2 separate regions of the Mus musculus genome follow, and region 2 is linked to region 1. A link is a contact called in public HiChIP or PLAC-seq data. All regions are on one chromosome and are shown on one strand. Each heading gives the region's core, a stretch centred on a gene start, on an enhancer-like site or on the middle of the called end of the contact. The rest is flanking DNA. Distances are from core to core; before and after follow the strand shown.

Region 1 (4,284 bases), core at 647-3,146:
GATGTGGAGATGGTGGGATTCATATGGAGATGCTATGAGTGCGGTGCACACTACAAAATGACACGCTCATGTTAAAGATTCCCAACACTTTAGGTGTAAGCTAATGAGTGTTCACAACTGATTTGGTTGAAATCTTCAGTGTGTGAGGTGAGTTTTGCTCTGTATCTGAATATTTAAAGCTTTAAGTGTGTGCTCACACCACGGACACTGGAGGAGCTTGGGCCAGAGATTGTGATTGACTGGGTGAGATCTCAGTCCTGTAGGTGACAAGTGTCAGAAGGAGGTAAGTGGTCACACTCACTCTGCTAGAGAGCTTGTAGTATTAACAAAGGCTACTTGTAAGAATTCTGGATCGGGTATTAGCCTTCCAAGGGTTTTTAACTGAACTTGTAAGACAGGGCTTTTTAGAACGTGTGATATAGTTCATGTGGCAGTGGGCTTGCCCAAATGTAGACAGACTTGAGTTTGATTCTTAACACCTCATAAACCAGGCATGGTGGTGTATACCTGTAACTTTAGCCCTCAGGAAGTAGCGCTGAAGAGGCAGGGCATTGGAAGTTGATTGTGAGATTGATGCTGGCCTAGGATTCATAAGACCTTGGCATCAAAAACCAAAACTGAAAAAAAAAAAAAAGAAAAAAAAGAAAAAGAAAAGAAAGAAAAGAAAAAAGAAAACAAAAAAAGGAAGAAGAAAAGCAAACCCCCAAACAAAACTAAAATATGTCTAGAACTGTGGTATATATATATGTGTGTGTGTATGTGTATATATACATACATATACATACATACATACATACATACATATACATTGTATGCGTGTAGCCTCTTTAAAAATTCCATGTTTTATCTTGACTCCATGTATTTTGTGCCATTGGAAAGAGTGCCAGGAATTTTGCTGTGTCTATTTCAGTTCAGGACTACTGTTATTGGAACAGTAAGGCTCTGGACTGACTGTGTGCACCCAGCTCACATGCAAAAACATACAAGTCTGACTGTCTGCACCCGGCTCGCATGCAGAAACATACAAGTCTGAGACTGGAGGAGACTGCAGTGCTGAGCTCTTGTTTGGCTCCAGCTCCATTTTGAGATGGATGGAGTCATTTGTATTTTTTATTTTTTCTGCATTCCAGTAGTTCCCCACCCCACCCCCCACCCCTAATCGTGTGACTTGTGTCTACATGACCTTCTGGACTTGCTCTAGGAAGCAAAGAAGGAAAACCCTTCGAATTGCAGTTTCCTGGTCGCTTTGTGTCATGTGTTCCTCAGAATGTCCTCTAGTAATCTGTTTGGAATAGTATCTGACTGACCAATCTCGCTGAATCAGGCAGAGCTAGGCTTGAAAAACAAAGGCAATTGACTCAGGTCAAATGGAAGCACCACCAACATCTAGAACGTAGTCTAGAAATTTCTGAAGGTGCACTCCTCATTCCCTTAGGTGAGGAACATGCTCACTTTTTCTTATCTGATAAATGCTATTTCTGCCCGAAGGGTTTTTGTTTTGTTTTTGAGTGAGTGAGATAAAAGACTATTTGATAGCATCTTTAGAGTACTGGATACCAATTGCTGTGTTTTCAGATCCTTGAGGGTTTTAAAATTTAAAAAATTTTTGAATTTAAGTTTAAAATTTTAAAGTTGCATGGGCTTAATGTGTGTGTGTGTGTGTGTGTAACTTTAAGTTTTGCATTTCCGTAATGAAGGTATGAACCCATTCTGTCACGCCCCTTACACACTTATTGAAGCACTTAGCTTAGAATTACATGAAAGGACGTACCCCCTCCCCAAGACAGTCCAGATGAAAAGGATTATAATATGCTACAAAAATATTAGCCTGCCCGGCCCGGCCTGTGACTCATTCCTTTTGGAGTGCTCATTTTGACAGCTTTTTTGAATCACACATCAGTCGCAATGCTGGTATTTTTGGCGGGGTGCTAGACTTCACCCTAATGCTCAGGAGGGCGGCTGCCAAGACTGAACAAAGAGAATTATAAATGAATCGGCGGCACCACAAACACTTGGGATTTTTTTTTGCGCCCCCCCCCCCCCCCCAGCAGAAACAGCTTTGGGAGCTAAATGGTGATCTCTCCTAAGAATACTCTGCTGAGAATCTCACCTAAGAATACTCTGCTTTGATCCATGAGGACCCCCCCTTATAGATATCACCTTGTACTATAGAAAAGACCCCAGTGTTAGCATTCCGGAGCCTGCCTTCCTCCCCTGCCCCCCATCTTAGGAGTGATCTTTTCAGCTTTGGGTTGTTCTCCTCTGACAACTGAGATTCCTTGTGGGTCTCTCTGCTCTGTGCTCCGTGTCACTGCTCTGGAAAGAAATTCACATCAGTCTCAAAGAGAAGCAGATGTGTGGGGTGAGCGCTGGAAGGAAAATCTGCCCCTCCGTCTCTCGCCTTTTCATCTATTTCTTGCAGGCGTTCTTCGTTCTGTTTGAACAGATCTTTGTAATAATCATCATTTCTCACACTGTTATATGTGGACTGTTATTTTTATGAAGAAATCTCCCTTTGTGCTCTTTAGTGATTTAAGAGCTGTTCATGTGTACTCTGAAGTATGCCTTCACTTCCAAAAAGTAATCCTACTGGAAAGATTTTAGTTTCTTCCTTCTTTTTTCTTTTTCCATGTAGCCCAGGTTGGCTTCAACTTGCCTTGTAGCTGAGGATGTCACTGTATCTGCTAATGGGAGTAGTTTGAATGGTATATGACAACAGGACAGAGGTGTAGGGTAAAATACCACACACTAAGAGAACTGAAATGATACAGGCACACTCACCCTCCCAGGTCTCATCTCTCTCTTCCTCATTCTCTTTGGGAGTAAACTATTCAAAGCTGCCATATGCCATTCCTGTGCACACATGTCAGAGATAACTTAGTTTCTGGATTTATAGGCCTGCTATCGTATTCCATCTGAGATGTGTTTATGTGATACATGTGGCTAGCCCCAGGTCAGTGATTTTTGAATCACACTTTTGGAATGACTGGGCTGTACATCATTTAGAGTCCAGACTCATTTGAGGATTCCGGACTTGTCAATTTGCCCGTTAAAGGTTTATTTTATTTTTTAGTTATGTGTATATGTTTGTGTTGTTTTGTGGCTTTGTTATACATGAGTAAAAGCCCCCATGGAATCCCAGAAGTAGTTGTTGGATCTCCTGGAGCTGAAATTATGTAGGCAGTTGTGAGCTGCCCAATGAGGTTCTGGGAGTCCAACTTGGATCCTCTGCAAGAACAGTATGTGCTCTTAACTGCTGAGCCATCTCTCCCATGTGAATTTGCCCATTTGCAACACTAAATCATGTATGTATTCATGAACTCCACAGTAGTGAGGAGGTTGATTGCCTAACAGATTAAACATGTGACTGACCCTCTGCTCCACTGCCTTGCTATAGCTTGCACTTTGTACACAAGTAGTCTTCACTTTAAGTGTTGTTTTTATCAAGCTCATGCTTTTTGGTCAGGCTATGCTGTTTTTTAGGTGTTTACTTGTCTGTGGGATGGGTATATGTGGAGGTTGGATAGAACTCAGCTCTTCAAGCTTTGCTGTGCGTGACCTTAATTTACAGCACTGCTGGTTGTAAGTTCACAAATCTACTTCATGTTGTCTATAAATAAACACACAAAACACAGATTTCTGTATTGACTTCTGTACTAGTCAGTCAGCAGAGATGATAGGACTGGAGTTTCCTGGTATAGAATCCAATAGTGTATTTTGCCTAGGGCCATTGGTCCACTGTTAGGTAAATCTGTGTATGGGGGTAACTGTAGAATATAACCACTACAAATGGGCTAGGTAGAGGGAACACTCTGACACTCTGTTCATGAACATTTAAACATATTTATTTGTACCATTACAATGAAGGCACTTGTCTAGTTCTCCTGGTGCGCACAGGCTGTGTATTTAGGAATGGCAGTCTTGTCTTCAACTGAAGTAATGGTCATTGAAATGCTTTCTCCCAATGTTGTCAAAGCCAATGTAGTGCATCTCTCAATTCTGCACCGATTGGGGTCACATATGAGTAGGAACAAATATTTTTTAACGCCTCCTTGGTACTAAAATAGTTTTGGCACTGAATGATTATCCATGAACTTGTAGAGTGGTTTCTATGATAAAATTTTGAGTGTTAAAAAAAAATTAGTTGCCTTCCACTTTAAGATTTAATTTTGAGCAAGGTAAATTTAGGTTGGAAGTGTCAGCAGAAAACACCATAATTATGGCAGCTAATATCCCTTGAATTCTACCTTTGAGCTGGGATTGACTGGTGCATCTGCGCATTTT
Region 2 (4,492 bases), core at 1,076-3,575, 82 kb after region 1:
TCCTTCACACTGACATTTGTAACTCGGGAGGTGTAAGAAGGCAAAGGTCTCTTGGTGAGTATTTGGAAGTATGAGCCTGGAGCCTAGAGCTTTCTTGTTTGATTGTTTATATAGCCCAACCTGGTCTTGGCCTTGAACAGTATCTCAGGCTGGTGTTTTAATTAGCAACACCATAGACTGTCTAATAACTGTAGACCACTGAATGAGATGGTGAGCCATGAGATGTTAGAGTTGGAGTCAGATTGGTTGTCCGTTTCTTTGACCCACTTACTCTGAAAGCAAAGCTGCTTAGAAAGCACTTCGGTCCATGAGAAGTTAAACTATTGCACGGGTACCAGAGTCTCAATACCGTTGAGTTCTGTGCTGTAGCTGGAAGAGAATATTTGCACACATAGCATGCTTAACTAGGGGAGCTCTATAGAGTGCTAAGATTTATCACATGCTAGTGATAGGTTTCTAAGCAGATGTGTGATTGTAACTGAGTTTAGTAGATAGTGAGGGCTGTGGCCGTGCAGTTAGAGGAGATCTGCTTCAGCAAATGACTGAGGAACCTGGCAGGCCAGTTGCAAGTGCATGAGATATATAGGTCTAGACATCCATGGAGAAAGGAGCTGTCACTTGGTTTCCTGGGGTGCTTTTATTTTATTACTTTGTAGCTGGGGATTTGCGTGTTAAATATCTGTTGTGGAGGATCTTCTGCCTTTGGCAAAGGGGGATGGAATTGTAGGGTAAGGGCTGGATACAGTTTTGGAACCTGAAAGGAAAGGAAAGGAAGAAAGTTTCCTTTGCCTGCCTGTTTTGCCTCCTCGGGATCATCAGTTTACCCAGTGAGCCAGTTTTCATCTCAGGCGCTGATTTGGTATCCTACCATCAGTACCTTTTCCAGAGCCCACCCCGAGGCTGACCCAGTATCAGTTCCGTTTGTTAGGCTCTCCTTAGAATCCTTGCTGCGATCAGTAAATGGCATCTTGGAACTACAACTTGGTTGTAGGGTCAGTGACACATCAGTGAAGACTTTGAGCTGGCTGGGATGTGAGCAGAGTCTTGGTTCTCTAACTTCATTGTGCACCTCTATCATCTGGAGGGCTTGCTAGGATATGAACTGAGAAGCTGGGGCAGTGATGCATGCCTGCTGTCCCCACATGCTGTCCCCACACTGAAAAGACTGTGGCAGGAGGTCCCTGAGTTTGCATTATACAGCCAGAACCTGTCACAATCAAAAACAGCAGTGGTCATTTCCCCCAGCCCCTAAAATAAAAACAACTGACAACAAAAACCTTCAAGTTGCTTGGGCCTTGCTGGAAGGGATTGTTATCTAGTAGGTCTGGGGTTCGACAACATGCCACTACTCCTCTGAGGGCTCATCACCCTTAGGGAACTTTCTGGTCCTTGAGAGTGGTCTCCTAGGCTTCCGTTAGAATAGACAGCGGGAAGGAAGCAACTGTTTCAGTTGAGAATTAATCTTATGAACAGATGGAGACATGCATCCTGGCACTCATGTCTGATTCAGGAGGATTATAAGTTTAAAGGCCAGTGCTACGTAGTCTGCTCATGTCTTGAACAAGGCAGTGACAAAAATGATATGGAAAGTGGGTCTGTCAAGAGCTACTTACAGATGGTATTTTTTTTTAGCCGTGAGAACTGAAGCAGAGGCCACCCTCGGGTTTCTTTTGTGGGCCACCATGATGGTGGTGATAGTCACTGGAATGAGAAGCACACAAACAATGATCTGTGGACCAGGATGATGATAATATCATGTGCTTTTCCTATGTCTAATATGGTTTTGGGTATATTGGCTGTGTTAGTCAGCCTTCTGTTGCCATGACAAAGTTTCAGAGGAAACTTAATAGAAGGAAAGATTAATTAAGCTCATTGCTTCGGAGGCGTCTGTCTTTCCTGGCCTTTGTTTTGGGGTCTGTTGTAAGGCAGAACATCATGGCAGGAAACAGAAAAACTATTCACCTCGTGGTGGCCAGGAAGCAAAATGAGTCAACAGGGCTCAGGGTCTGAATATTACCTTCAAGTGCACCCTTCTGGTCACCTAATTTCCTCCTATTAAGCCCACCTCCTGGTGGGGTTCCATCATCTCCCAGTCGTACCACAGTTTGGCAAGTAAACCTTTAGCACATGGGCCTTTGGGGACACTAAAGATCTCAACTCTAACAATGGCCTTTAGCAAAGAGGTAACTGACTGTGTTGATTTTATGTTGTGCATGTCAGCAGAGGGTGGAGAGTTGAACCCATGGGAAGAGCAGCAGCGAGCAGCGCTGTCACAGGGAGCACGGGACTACGTGTTTTCTAAGCAGAGGAAGTTCATTCATGCTCAGGGTGTGGCCTTGTGTGCTTTTACTCAGTGCTGACTCAGCCTGCTTTGAGCCAGGCTCTGGGCTAGACACTGAGATCACCCGTGGGGGGAGGGGGCAGTTCTCAGTGGTTTGGAAAAAGCAGAAGGCAGCCAGCCAGTGAGTTTCAGAGTGACGGGCTAGGAACTATGTGCACATTGTATTCTGGAAGATCGCTTGGTTGGCGAACTAGAGAGAGCAGAGTAAAAGGCAAGGGGCAACATGCAGCTGAAAAATGTCCCTTCTTACTGTCATGGAAGAATATGTTTATATGTTGTAGGAGGGCTCAAACAAACTGAAGATTTAGAAGGGAGAAATTTGATAAATATCTACAGGAATATGAGATGTGAAGGAGAGAGCTGTCTAGACCCCACCTGCCTACCCCCAGGGCCAGTGTTATATTTGGGTTGAGTAGACATGGATTTGAGGGTACTTTACCCCATCGTGGTTTTTCTCACTTGTTTTCTACCGGACTTAATTCCATCATTAAAACTTTCTTCTTTGGACTGCTTTCCTTAAGAGCTGTGGAGATGGTGCCTTTGAGGGTCAACTCATTCCAGGGTAGCCTCCAGGGAGCAAGAGAGATCTCTGCTTTCCCTCATCCTGATGGGAAGTGTTGAGCCAGCACAGAAGGAAGAGTTTTGCCCGCCTAGGTAAATTCTGGTTCCGTGGAGGTAAATGGCCCCGTAAGTTACCAGCAGACTTTCGCAGACGTCTTCTTAGTCTGTTCTGATGGAATTGAAATCTGATGAACACTGGAGAGTTGAGCAAGCATGTGTGTGAGTCAGTGTGTCCTGCTGCTCCTGTGTATGAGGATATAAATGAGGGTGTGATGCCGTTGATACGGTTCCTTGGGCCCTCCAAGGCCGGAGGCAAGATTTCAGTCTCCAACATCATGACCTTTCCTGATGTCTGGAGGCACCACAGTCACTTTCGTTCTTTTCTGACATAGCCACTTGAGTGACGAGCTACTGTCACTGAGTCCCTGTGTACTTAGGAAGCATCTGCCCAGAAGTCTCACTGAATCCCAAGATGCAGAGTTTTTGTACAGATCCACTTGCACCTTGCTGGGAGTCCTGAATGTATCATATTCTCCTCTCTCTCTTTCTTTCTTTCTTTCTTTCTTTCTTTCTTTCTTTCTTTCTTTCTTTCTTTCTTTCTTTCTCTCTCTCTCTCTCTCTTTCTCTCTTTCTCTTTCCCTCTCTCCTTCCTTTCTCCCCCCTCCCTCTCTTTCTTTCTTTTCTCTCTTTCTCTCTCTCTACTTCCTTCCTCTTTCTTTCTTTCTCTCTCTCTTTCTTTCTTTCTCTCCTCTTTCTCTTTCCCTCTCCCCTTCCTTCCTTCCTTCCTTCCTTCCTTCCTTCCTTCCTTCCATCCTTCCTTTCTCCCTCCCTCCCTCTCTTTCTTTTCTCTTTCTCTCTACTTCCTTCCTCCCTCTTTCTTTCTTTCTTTCTTTCTTTCTTTCTTTCTTTCTTTCTTTCTCTCTCTCTCTTTCTCTTTCTCTCTTTCTCTCTCTCTCTCTCTCTCTCTCTCTCTCTCTTTCATCTAAGATTTTTTTAAGGGGAAAATACCCTTTTTAGCGATACTTTGTGAATTTCACATCATGCAGCACAACCCCACTCACCTCCCTGTCTCCATATGTTCTTCACCCCTGCAACGGTACCAGCAAAAGAAAAAAAAAACACAAACACCATTCCTTGACAATTGGCTATAAGAGAGGTCTTTCCCTGAAGCAGATGAAGGGTCTCCAGATGAAATGATATACTGACTGAGATTCTGTACTGACTCCTGAGTGATGGAGGGGAGGAGGAGGAGGAGGAGGAGGAGGAGGAGGAGATGATCACTATCCTTGGAGAGTGCTCTTCGACAAGATTTGTAGGCTTGCCTTGATAACCAATTAAATGCACTTCTTGGTCCTGGCATTCCCGCACTCGGGAGGCAGAGGCAGGCAGATTTCTGAGTTCGAGGCCAGCCTGGTCTACAAAGTGAGTTCCAGGACAGCTAGGGCTATACAGAGAAACCCTGTCTCGAACCCCCCTCCCCATATATATTTATATAGTGTGTGTATATATGTGTGTGTGTGTGTGTGTGTGTGTGTGTGTGTGTATGTATGTATGTATGTATATATATATATATATTTTTTAAAACATTTC

What was found. HiChIP or PLAC-seq counts read pairs in DNA pulled down with a chosen protein or histone mark.
Region 2: a CTCF HiChIP or PLAC-seq map of the NIH/3T3 cell line shows a contact between it and region 1, with 17 read pairs. The contact joins two enhancer-like sites. A contact is called at or near these places in 1 of 39 promoter capture datasets (neural stem cells), 1 of 15 datasets of contacts at CTCF or cohesin (the NIH/3T3 cell line), 16 of 484 Hi-C or Micro-C datasets (the AML12 cell line, Kupffer cells, adipose-derived mesenchymal stem cells and 10 more) and 10 of 115 datasets of contacts at active chromatin or transcription factors (the NIH/3T3 cell line, bone marrow-derived dendritic cells, bone marrow-derived macrophages and 7 more).

The regions. Positions count from the first base shown.
Region 1 is chr2:52,871,600-52,875,883 of GRCm38.p6, forward strand. All of the region lies in intron 1 of Fmnl2 (formin-like 2), which reads left to right. Among named protein-coding and RNA genes, the nearest start is that of Fmnl2, 16 kb to the left of the region's middle. Within about 2 kb of position 1,897, at least 52 of the 459 cell types and tissues checked have an H3K27ac peak or open chromatin away from gene starts, as enhancers often do. A contact at or near this core is called in Kupffer cells, the NIH/3T3 cell line, a colorectal cancer cell line and 2 more, where this site is marked.
Region 2 is chr2:52,952,921-52,957,412 of GRCm38.p6, forward strand. All of the region lies in intron 1 of Fmnl2 (formin-like 2), which reads left to right. Among named protein-coding and RNA genes, the nearest start is that of Gm52511, 54 kb to the right of the region's middle. Within about 2 kb of position 2,326, at least 188 of the 459 cell types and tissues checked have an H3K27ac peak or open chromatin away from gene starts, as enhancers often do. A contact at or near this core is called in Kupffer cells, the NIH/3T3 cell line, a colorectal cancer cell line and 2 more, where this site is marked.